3 separate regions of the Mus musculus genome follow, and all the other regions are linked to region 1. A link is a contact called in public Hi-C and promoter capture Hi-C data. All regions are on one chromosome and are shown on one strand. Each heading gives the region's core, a stretch centred on a gene start, on an enhancer-like site or on the middle of the called end of the contact. The rest is flanking DNA. Distances are from core to core; before and after follow the strand shown. Region 1 holds the start of Mettl21a (methyltransferase like 21A). Region 2 overlaps Plekhm3 (pleckstrin homology domain containing, family M, member 3). Region 3 has its middle 71 kb from the start of Gm36148.

Region 1 (3,700 bases), core at 643-3,142:
GACGTCAGTTTCGGACTCTGACTCTACACATTCTTTGTGTGTTTTTTCAGAAACAAACTTAATGAGCCCAGAGCAGTCAGGCCCACGCTTTCTTTTCAGTCTTCCGGTCCTCACTGGGCAGCTAACTAAGTCATTTCACTTCCCTCAGCTTTGCAAAGTGCAATGTATGTAAGGGGGCAAAGGGAATGCCTGGTGGGCAAGGAGATGCAGGGACCATGAAAAACTGTAAATAATGTAATGGGTGTACTACCATGGATGTGCTGAACCACCCAGTGTTTTTGCAGACTTTACATTGGTGGAGACTATATATGAATCATATCTCAATAAAGCCATCAATTTCCTTTTTAGAATACAGTCTTGCAACTGTGGATGTTTTCAAAGGCCCTGCAGTGCTGACTTACCGCATCCCACACCACTGCAGCAACTCCCAGTTGCCTCCAGTCCTGACGGATCTGGATGGTGTGGTTCGCAAAAGAGAAGGTGGCGAGAGGCTTATGGAATTTCTGGAGCCCTATTGCCGCGCTCTCCTCATAGGGTACCAGGGCCATTTCTTCTGTCTATCTCTGCTGAGACCTGTCATGCAAAAAGAATCCTGAGTGTCACCAGAGTCAGAAGTTGAGTGCTGTATCTTACTTAAGTAACTTGGAAAAGCTGTTGACGTTATTACAAGTTCAAACTAAGAAATAGACTGAGGTGCATCCAATTTCTTCAACAGCTTTTCCTCCGAGACTTGAGGGAAGTGAAAATTGGCTCTGAATTGGTGTCAACTAATAACTCTGAGGAGGAAACGCCTAGAAATCTCTAACTACTGTGGCACCCTACAGGCTCCTGTTACTACTTGGGCATTACATAAAGAACGGTACACGAAGTGACAGTGACGGCCCTGGGCACCTGATCTGTCTGGACCCAGCTCCCACATTTTTGTTTGTTTGGTCCGCCAACCTACATCCTCATGTTCAGCTAGGACAAAGGAGCCAAATGCGTACTTCTGCTAAATCCTAAGGGTTCGCCCTGCCTTTTGACCCTAGAAGGCTCCCTACGGCAGAGTGGATGGAGTCACCCTGGGGGCTGGAGCGGACAATACTGGCGGACAACCCGCGGGACAAAAAGCACGTCCCGCACGACACCCGGGGGCCACAGATGCGCTTCCCTCGCGCCCACGAAAGAGTCCCGGGAACCCAGCATGGTGGGAGCAGGGCTCTGCAGAGACTCCTTTCGGACCCTCGGGTGGAGGCTTGGCGCCCACACAGCCCGCTGGCCACCCTGCAGTGCCTCCACGTAGATACTCACGGTTCCGGGAGGGTACCCGAGCCGCGCAAGCGCACAGCCTTGCCCAGTCGCTGTGCGGAGCTCCTCCTTAAAAGGCTGGATTGGCAGAAGGCGGTGGAAGCTGGTTCCGGGAAGAGAGACGCGGGTTTCCGGTCCCCTTCCCCGGTACCGCCGCTTTCCCCTGGCCCGTGCTGTGTAGTTCCTGTGAGGCCCTACGGTTTTGGGGCGCCAGGGAGGGCGAGTGCACAGGGGCGTGGGGTGCCTTGCATGGGAGAAAGGCCGACCTTAAAGTGGACAGTTAGTCGGCGACGTTGGCGCCCAAGGATGCGTAGCGAAGTAGAGAACTAAACGTAGTCACCGCGTTTGGTGGCAGTGAAGTGGGAGAGAACACTACCGAGCATCCCTAACCACGGCGCGGCTGGGGAGTGGGCGTGCGACGCCCAGGCCGGGTTTTGAGCCCGACCACATGCGCTCGGGCGCTCGCGTCGCTCCACGCCGCCACTCTGCTGGCCGAAATGGACGCCTTTCTAAATCCTGGCCGGCAGCCTCGGCTGCAAACTCCATCCCCGGACCTGGCCACCCAAGGGTCTCCGCGTGCCGGACCCTGCCGAGCCGCGACCGCCCTCGCCTCTCCCGGCCGGCAGGGGGCGCGCCTGACCTCCACATTCCAGCACCAGCTGCGGGAGACTGGGGACAAGTGGCCTGCAGTAAACTGGGGACCAGTAAGAGCCCTTTCCTCAAGTTACTGAGTTTCCTGTTTGGGTCTTTTCTTCCTCCGTTTTTTCTCTTAGTAAGTTTTCTCCTTACTTGCTCCATGGCTTTGTGCTATCTCGGCTTCTCAGCTTCCCCTTTTCCTTTTCTTATTAAAGCTCACGTTTTTGCGCTAGAGAGAGCTAATCCGATTTCATCAGTGAATACGCACAAGTGAAAAGACCACACCACGTTGATATGTAGTTACTAGAAGAAGAAATACCTTTCTTCCGTGTGTTTTCTGTTTTATTTCTTTCTTTTGGGGACCTAAACTAGGCACAGGAAAGTGTAGACTTTGGGTCAGAAAAACATTCAAAAATGTAAATGGGTTGACCTCCCCAGATTCCTGGGATCTAGCTAACCATTCTGTCTCCCTATTCTCCATCTTTCCACTGAAAATGTATACACACACAGGGGAGGATTGCATACATATGTATATGACTTTAAAACTTCCCCCAAGCTCTCCAGCACACTGCCAACAAGAGCATTTGCAACATTACATTTACTTACCGTGTTCCTTTTGCCCCTCCTAGCTCCCAGAGTTGTAATTATTGCCGACTTGCTTAGAAAGGGCACACATCCGCTTAGGAAAATCAACATCTATAGCAGTGTAGACATTAAAGAGAGCACAAACAGAAACCACTGGTGAGCCTCTAAATATCTGAGAAGAAAGACTTGTTTAATCCTTGGGGGAGAGAGTAATGAGCATTTGATAGAGTACATATTTAAGTGCTCAGCCTGCTATATGGCTGTCTTTAATATGCCCAGGGATTTTCCTATCCTTAGTTCATACTTGACCATACAAATTGTTCTTACCATCAGAACGTGGGTGAAAGAGCCCCTCGCAGCTGGGTAGTTGCTCCTTTCTCACTATCCCAGGGCTTTGGTTTGGTTTAGTTTAAAACAGGATCTCTCTTCTCTACATAGCCTTGTCTGCCCAGGAACTCACTATATATGTACCAGGTTGGCTTCAAACTCAGATGCACCTGCCCCAGACTGGCAAGTGCTGAGATTACAGGTTGTGTGTCACCATGCCTAGCCAAGGCTTGTGTCTTAACATCCAGGCTCTCTTTAGCACCAGGTCCCCGGTTGGAGCTTCACAACTGAAACAGGAGTGAGAAAGAAACCTTTGTAATCGTGGAGAACAGAGCGTGCTGCAGCATTGCTTAGGTGGTACCACAACGGGGGGTGCTAACAACTTGGGAGACTTCCAATGTGAGTGAGGTAGAGGGGCTGGAGAAATGACTTAGTGGTTGAGAGCGCCTTTTGCTCTTGCAAAGGATGCAGGATCAGAACCCAGCACCCACATGATGGCTTACAAAAATCCAAGACTCCACCTAAGTGCCACGGACCCAGTGTCCTCTTCAGTCCCCTGTATGCACAAAGCACACATACCGTAAACATGTATGTGCCCTCAAAAGATTCATACAAAATTAATGAGGTACATGTTTTAGTGTGACTGTTTGGCAAGGTAGGAATTCTTTTGGAGACCTTCAAGGCTTGTAAGATCTTCCTCGTCCTCTTGACTCCCAGGTGTCATTGTCAGTTAAGAGGACTCGACTCCTTAACCACGTTGTACCTCTAAGAACAGAGAGGACACTTCACTGGCAGCCTCCCTTGGTTTTGGTTGTTCAGTTTTCTTTCAGGCAGGTTCTCGCTCTACCGCTTGGCCTTGTCTTAA
Region 2 (3,700 bases), core at 798-3,297, 210 kb after region 1:
GGCTACAGTTTACAGCTGTTTATTGTAACTGGGAGCATGCCATACCTGACTTGTAAAAAGTGTTCTGTTTTGGTTGTTGTTTTGATCTTGCCATGTAACAGGCTAGCTTGGTCTCTCTCTCTCTCTCTCTCTCTCTCTCTCTCTCTCTCTCTCTCTCTCTCTCTCTAAGATTTGTTTATTTATTTTATGTATGTGAGTACACTGTCGCTCTCTTCAGACACACCAAAAGAGGGCATTGGATACTCATTACAGATGGTTGTAAGCCACCAGGTGGTTGCTGGGAATTGAACTCAGAACCTCTGGAAGAGCAAGCAGTCAGTGCTCTTAATTGCTGAGCCATCTCTCTAAGACTAGCCTGGTCTTAAACTCACAATATTCCTGCTTCAGCCTCCTAGTATTACAGTTACTGATGTGAGCACAAAAGCATTTTCTTAATAAAATTGGTCAAAGATAGTTAAAAAGAGGAAATAGATGGCGCAGGTTTGCTTAGATGTATCTTTTCAACGCAGAGCAGTTGGATTCATTAAAGGGTTTCCAGAGAAGCTGAGAGCACACAGCTCCTGTTAAGGATCACACCTCATTGTCTCTAGCTTTGGGAGGCAGTGGCGTACTGTGAGGCTGTTCTGAGCTCAAACGATAGCTAGCTACCTTCCAGCTGGGAGACTGGCAAGTTACTAAGCCCTCTGAGCTCTAGTTTCCTCAACTAAAACTAGCTAATATTTACATATAGGACTGAAGAAAGGATCAGGCTTTGTATGCTGGGCACAGGAAGCACTGTGTCTGATGGTACTTGGTCAGTGACTGCTACCTTCTCTCAATTTAAATAAAATCTTCAGTAATTTAAATTACTTTTCTAACAAATACTTTAGGTCTATAGCAAGGGTATGAAAGAAAGGTATGACAGTCACATGTCAGCTTTCAAAAGGTAACACATTGTTCTTCTGTTCGGATGCAATCAGGAAGAAGGGCAGTAGATGCATCCTCTGCCGCTGATATTGTTCAGGTCCATCAGAGAACAGAGTACGGGTGAACATCTCACTCTGGCCAAGGCTAAAGACTTGGAGAGACACTTGGCATATCTCAAACTTGATTAAATCACATTTTAGTAATAGCCAGCAGTTGTCTCTTACTCCTTTCTAATTTGCAAGTAAGTTAGTCACAGATAAATCTAACTGTAACAACCCACCAAGAGTCGGAAAGACACTTCATCTCCAGCATCAGGTGCATTTACAACCAGACGGCCAACTGGCTCTGTAACAAGGACAGTGGACCTGTGGGATGAGGCTTAGTTATCTTTCCATTTATTTCCTGCAAACTGCATGTCTACGTGAATAATCTCAGGACAAAGCAATTAGCAGGAAACATATGTAGCTCTTCCACCCGCCTCCTTGCCCTCTGTAGTCAACCTCATCCACTTTCTCCACGTACCCAAATTTTCCTTGAGAAAAGGCAGACATCCAAACTACAGTCAAAGTTTATTTCTGTTTTCCATTAGACTTAATTTCTTGTACTGAAAAAGGTACCAATCGACCTGTTTACTTGGGGAGTGCACACTGACTGGGTGTTTAAAGAATAGATGACTCCATCTGGGATTTAAAATTATATCATTTTATTGTGCTGTTGGACAAGAACAAAATGTAATATCAAGCTGACAACTAGACTTCCCTTTTAAAAATTCACTTAAATCATCTCAAATATTCTCATAACTGGAGAGACTGTCAAATCTCACTTTACATGATTCAGTCATCTGAGAAGAATACCAAGTATGCTTAACTCTCTGGGTGCAAACGCAGCCCATAAAAGCTGCCTGGCTGAACTTCCAGTTTGGGATACACACATTTCCCCTCTTCTATTCTGGTCACAATGGTCAGCATTGGAATTTGAGGCCTAAGGCTTTCTGCAGACTAAGACAACAGCCTTTATTTGATTTACTTTCTTGCAGACCAATCAAAAATTACAATTAAGTTAAAAAATAACCCAGTACTGCCTTCTGCAGACCACAGTTTCAGAAACAGCTGCTTATTACTCATGTGTGGCACCAGGAAATTGCAGTGTCATGTTCAAGGTCTGCAGCCAATAGCGATCTGTGGGATTGGAAGAGGGGGCACACACCACTCTTTTATGTTGTTTACCTTCACGGCACCATTATGAAGTTCATGATCTACAGGGATGGGGGATGAAACTAGTAACATAGACCAGGATAAGAGAATGACAAGAAGTCACACAGGAAAAAGGCGCTTTCAATGTATTTTATGCATCTACTAATGTTTTCCTTCTGATTCATCACATGACCCCCCATATTAAAACAAGCATTCCTTGGCCGTTATACAACATCTAGATTCTGGACAACTGCTGGGAATTTTGTGATAAAGAGGTCGTCTGCCCTGGATAAAAATGATTCCACCATAAAAGCCTACTTAGAAGATCCAGTTCATGTTGAGCAGATCCACCAGGAATAGGCAGGCTCAATGAAATCAAGATCCTATCCTGTCATGTGCTGTAACACAGCTTCTCATATAATTCAATTTGCATTTTCTTGGCTACATAACCTATGACAATTGTACTTTGTAGTGCCATTTCTCGGCATTTATAGGCACACAGAGAGGGGTCTAGTGACCTACATCAGCTAAGTTAGTGTCAATGTCTATAGTTCCAACACTGGAGGCTGAGGAGGTAGGCAAGAATGCAGGAGGCCAGCGTGAGCTACAGAGTGAGACCCTGTTTCAAAACAAAACACAAAACACCACCTAGATCCTGCTCAAGCTTAAAAACCTGACCCACAATAGGAGCATTCTGTACTCTCATTCTAAATGCTACTCACAGCTCCTCACGGGCAGAGATGCACACCACCAAAGTGTATAGGGATTGCTACTTCATGAAGTTGGGACAAACCTCTCTTCTCTTTTCTACTTCACTTTTGAGCTCCTCCTTCTGGCTTGGAGCTGGTGGTGTGTCCACGAACAAAACTCTTTTCTCTAACCAGCGCCACCTTCCTTACTCCACCGCGGGACTGCACAACAGGGCTGAGTTGGCTTATCAGTCATTGTACTGAGGGAGGATTATGATACCACCAAAGAGTTCTTATCTGATCCTCTCCTAAGTGTGACAGTTTCTATTAAGACTTTGGAAACTATGTGATAACTTGATGTGGCTTATGTCATTGGGTAGATTTGTGAGTGTTCATAATCATTCCCCTCATTTTGTTTCCTGCTGGAGTCTTAAAGAATAAAAGACAAAGGGATTTTAATCCCATTTTCTCCCATAGTCAAGATAAACCCAGAATAAAAAATTACTAATAATGGGACAGGGTCTATTTCACACAGTTTTCTGTATGTGTCCAAGACTGTCAATCCATACACCCATGAGTATGAACGAAGCTCTTGCAGAATAAGGACAGTTATGCAGCTCCAATACCTAAGCCCTAGAAGGCTAAGTAGTCTCCATATTAGATGTGCAGGAAATAGCTGTAAGTATTTAAACCTAGACAGTTCTAGGAAATTCTCCAGGATGACCAGCAGAATCTGCTCTCTGCTGAGTTACTTATATGTCTGAGGTAGTTTATTGCCTTAAATAGTGAGAAAAAGACCCAAATAATCATTTAAACTCACCTTTCTTATTATTTAATAAACAAAAAATTATGACCCAAAGAGGGAAACAATCACTCAGCTTCCCAGTGTCAGTCCTGTCTTCCTCTCTTCAG
Region 3 (3,700 bases), core at 795-3,294, 170 kb before region 1:
TGACTGCCAAGTCAAAGGCCTAGTTCACCCACTCCTCAATGGGAGGTGAAGCCCTGCCCCCTAACGCTGCCCCACAAGGGCCCCTAGGACACACCTTTCTCCACTCCTAACCTGCTCACGTGTTTGCTGTCCATTAGAGACATCATAGTGATAAAGACAGCTGCTTCAGGTGTGTATTGGTATCCGGACAGCACCTGCTGGGACTTCCAAGGTCCCTGTGTCCTGGATAAAGGAGTTGGATCAGGGATACACGGATGAGGATAGAAACTGAGAGAGTTTATTAAGGAAGAAAAGAACTTCAGGAAATGGAAATGGGCCAAAGCTTGAGTAAGGTCAGAGCTCAGTGACGCCTGCACTGGGTGTCCCAGAAGACTGGGGCACTTGTACTGTGTGCACACTATCTGCACAGGCTCAATTAATGTGTTAGCATTGGTGGGGGAGGGCTCTCTCTCTCTCTCCCTCCCTCCCTACTTTTCCCTCTCCTTCTCTCCTGCCTCCTTCCTCACCTCCCCACTCTGTCCTCTACCTTACCTCCCCTCCCCTCCCCTCTCTAATTCCTTCATAAAGCCTCTCCCTGCCCTGATCTACCTTCCTAGAAGGAGGAGGGAATGGTTCGACTGCCTAGTCTTTCTGGCCCTCTTTGATTTGAAGGAAACTGGAGAACAGTGAAAATACATCAAGTTCCAGAAAGGGGGAAAAAAATCACACACACACTCTCACATATACTCACACACTCTCACATATATTCACACACTCTCATACAGACACAATCACACATACTCATACACACTCACTACTCTCTCTCTCACACACACACACACACACACACACACACACACACACACACTGTATCATGCTAAGTTAAGAATGGATCTCGCTAACAGACGTGACAGACTAATGGTATTGGTATGGGTGAATTGCTGGATAGAGCATCACAGGAAAATTATGAATGAAAAGTGAAGGCGATCCATAAGTTATGGACATGGTGGGTTGGGTGATGATTCAGAGGCCTAGACTCCTGTCACCTGGTGACACGCATGGGACCATGTGCCCTAGGGTGGGCCATACAGCCACTCTTGCAGTTTCAAGGACCATGGACACCAGCTGGGCTAAGTTAAAGGTACTTCTAGTTTGTTTGTCCCAAATGTAGCCAAGATCACACATCCAAGGACGACGTCTCCATATTTATGTTCTGCTGGCTTTCCTCCTGTCACCTCATCCTATCTTTACACTTGGGGAGGGCTAGAGAGAGAGGGGTGACCCGAAGTGGCAGTTGACAGACAGACATGGTGTGCTCAGTGACTCCCCAAACTCATGAGCCACGGAGAGAAGACTAGAGCAGACCCATTGATGTGTGCCAAGCCTTCCTGCACAGCACAGCGGGCTGAAGGCCCAGAGGCCACGATAGCCTGTTCCCTTCGTCCTTGGCAGCCATGTTTTCCTTTCTGACAGGCTCCTCTTGGCTGGTACCCTGTTTGAGACCCTAGGTCCTAACTGGCTGCCTCGCTCATAAACAGGTGTCAGCCAATGGCTTACCCTTTGCACCCAGTTCTGGCGGAGGATTCACTCACACCGCCCAGAGTCCCTTCAAATAACAAGAATCTTTAGAAATAAGATGTTTTAAGAAAGCCTGTACTAAAACATCACAATCCGACACAGCGATTTGGCCTCGCTGGCTGTCTTCTTCTGGTTTTAGTTCACAGGATTAAATTGGAAGGTCAGAATCTTCCCTTGTCTGCAGACTAGATGGGATTTCTCTCCTTACAATGGGGCTGGGAACCGGCTCCTCTGAGCACATTTACATTACTCCTGCTAACACATTTTGAGGTTCTCTGGCTGCCACGCTACGTGAAACAGGTCAAGTCTGGGAGGGAGAAGGGGGCTTTCCCTTCCTGTGACCTCAGGACTGATTTAATTAAGCCTCTCCTCCATCCCCGATTTATAGTCTGCAAAGTGTCCTCGCAGAGGCCCTCTGATGTGCTCTGCCTCTCAATGAGCAGATAGGCAGTGACAGGGCCGCGCCATTCTGAGCGGCTGCTGCCCCCACGAGAGCACTTGGAACAAGCGCAGCCTCTGCAGCCCTCGATCCAAGCCTCCTTTGGTAACACCAGACGTGGGTGAAAGCTTCGAAGCTCTCCTGGCTCCCTTAGGCACAAAGCTTTCTCCTGAGACTCCTACTGTGAGGAGGAAATAACATTTGGAACCCTTCTCAGAAATCGGATTTCTTCTCTAGATTGAAAATGAAAATAAGAAAAGCCTTCACGTATCTGGATAGGAAGACAGACAGAGCTAAGAAAGGAGGAAAGGGAGGGAGGGAGGGAGGGAGGGAGGGAGGGAGGGAGGGAGGGAGGGAGGGAGGGAGGGAGGGGGGAGGGAGGGAGGGAGGGAGAGAGAGAGAGAGATCCCCAGGGCCTTCCCCTGTTGCCCATCAGGCTGCAGCTGTCCTTCACAGTTTAACAGCCCTGCCCTTTCAACCTGCCACCTAGGAATGAATGAAACCAAATGTCCCATAGGACATGGCCCCTCCCGGCCCCTCAAAGACTTCTCCCTGAAGATGAAATCTGACAAAAGAAACAAATTAGATTAAAATGTGGTACCAAGGGCTTTGCGTTGCTCAGATAAGAGAATCTGCAGAGTCCTTAGGACCCAGAGCGGTCAGTCCTGTTATACAGTTTGCGGTGGGGAAGAGTTCAGCTGACTTCTACCCACAGCTGTTCTTGCGCACCACCTCTCAGGCTTCACTGTCCTTGGCTTCAGATGGGGAGGAGCCAGTGGGGAAGGGAAGAAGAGCCTAGAACTGGCCCTAGGGACCAGACAAGTAATGTGAATAAAGAAACTGGCCATGTGACTTTTATATAAGTTAGGCTTTTATATAAGTTCTCCAGATTTTTAAATGTCTACCTCTCAATTTAAGAAAAGCACTCTCCCTGCAATATTTATATTGTGCACTTTCTAGACAGCAGGCCCACTAAGAACCATATGAAGTAAATGCTGGTATTGCTTCCTGTTCCCTAAAGAAGAGCAGTGTAGTAACACCTGCCTTACCTCAGAAGGCAGCCAGCCACCGGCCTGCATCTGTCCACTGCACTGGACTGCCTAAGGGCTTCACCTGGGGAGACAGCTCAGACTGGGAAATTGCTTACCAGAGAGACAAGCAAGAATGCCAGAATTCAACCTCCAGAACCCATATAAAAAGCAGGAACCTTTATGAAGACCAAGCTACACATCTGCTACATATGTACAGGGAGGTGTAGGTCCAGCCCCTGTATGTTCTTTGTTGAGTGGTTCATATCCCAAAAGCTGTTGCCTGTGTGTGGGATATATTCTTCTGGCTGGGCCACCTCAGTGGGAGAGGAAGTGCCTAGCCTCACAGAGACTTTAAGTTCCAGGGTGGTGGGGATACCCAGGGGCCTTACTCACTGCTCAGAGGAGAAGGGGGAAAGGATTGTACGAGGAGGGACTAAGGCAGTGAGCAGGATGTAAAGTGACTAAGTAAAAAAGAAATCAAGAACATTGAAAAAGAAAAAACAAGGACCTTGTTTACAGTCTTAGTGCTAGAGAACTTACATACATACATACATACATACATACATAGGTAGATGAAAGATAGATAGACATATATACAGATACATATATACCACATACATACATGTATAGACAGACAGACAGATGCCAAGGTGGGAAATGTCAAACAACACCC

The links. Promoter capture Hi-C pulls out the DNA fragments that hold promoters and counts their contacts. A called contact is a pair of places that touch in the nucleus more often than the background predicts.
Region 2: a Hi-C map of myocytes shows a contact between it and region 1, with 1.9 times the contacts expected there. The contact joins the enhancer-like site here to the promoter of Mettl21a in region 1. A contact is called at or near these places in 1 of 39 promoter capture datasets (the 3T3-L1 cell line), 2 of 484 Hi-C or Micro-C datasets (myocytes and uterus) and 1 of 9 other capture datasets (liver).
Region 3: a promoter capture Hi-C map of hippocampal neurons shows a contact between it and region 1, with 3 times the contacts expected there. The contact joins the enhancer-like site here to the promoter of Mettl21a in region 1. A contact is called at or near these places in 7 of 39 promoter capture datasets (the 3T3-L1 cell line, the C10 cell line, HPC-7-derived erythroid cells and 3 more), 13 of 484 Hi-C or Micro-C datasets (the Ba/F3 cell line, the C10 cell line, the C2C12 cell line and 10 more) and 3 of 115 datasets of contacts at active chromatin or transcription factors (bone marrow-derived macrophages, effector CD8 T cells and memory CD8 T cells).

What each region holds. Positions count from the first base shown.
Region 1 is chr1:64,615,872-64,619,571 of GRCm38.p6, forward strand. Mettl21a (methyltransferase like 21A) reads right to left here and starts at 1,893. Exons shown (of 3, transcript NM_025964.4): 1 at 402-1,893. The coding sequence starts at 548.
Region 2 is chr1:64,824,609-64,828,308 of GRCm38.p6, forward strand. The region is part of intron 6 of Plekhm3 (pleckstrin homology domain containing, family M, member 3); the gene reads right to left. Among named protein-coding and RNA genes, the nearest start is that of Gm51628, 60 kb to the right of the region's middle. Within about 2 kb of position 2,048, at least 32 of the 459 cell types and tissues checked have an H3K27ac peak or open chromatin away from gene starts, as enhancers often do. A contact at or near this core is called in myocytes, where this site is marked.
Region 3 is chr1:64,444,182-64,447,881 of GRCm38.p6, forward strand. No RefSeq gene overlaps it. Among named protein-coding and RNA genes, the nearest start is that of Gm36148, 71 kb to the right of the region's middle. Within about 2 kb of position 2,045, at least 161 of the 459 cell types and tissues checked have an H3K27ac peak or open chromatin away from gene starts, as enhancers often do. A contact at or near this core is called in the P5424 cell line, Th1 cells, bone marrow-derived macrophages and 4 more, where this site is marked.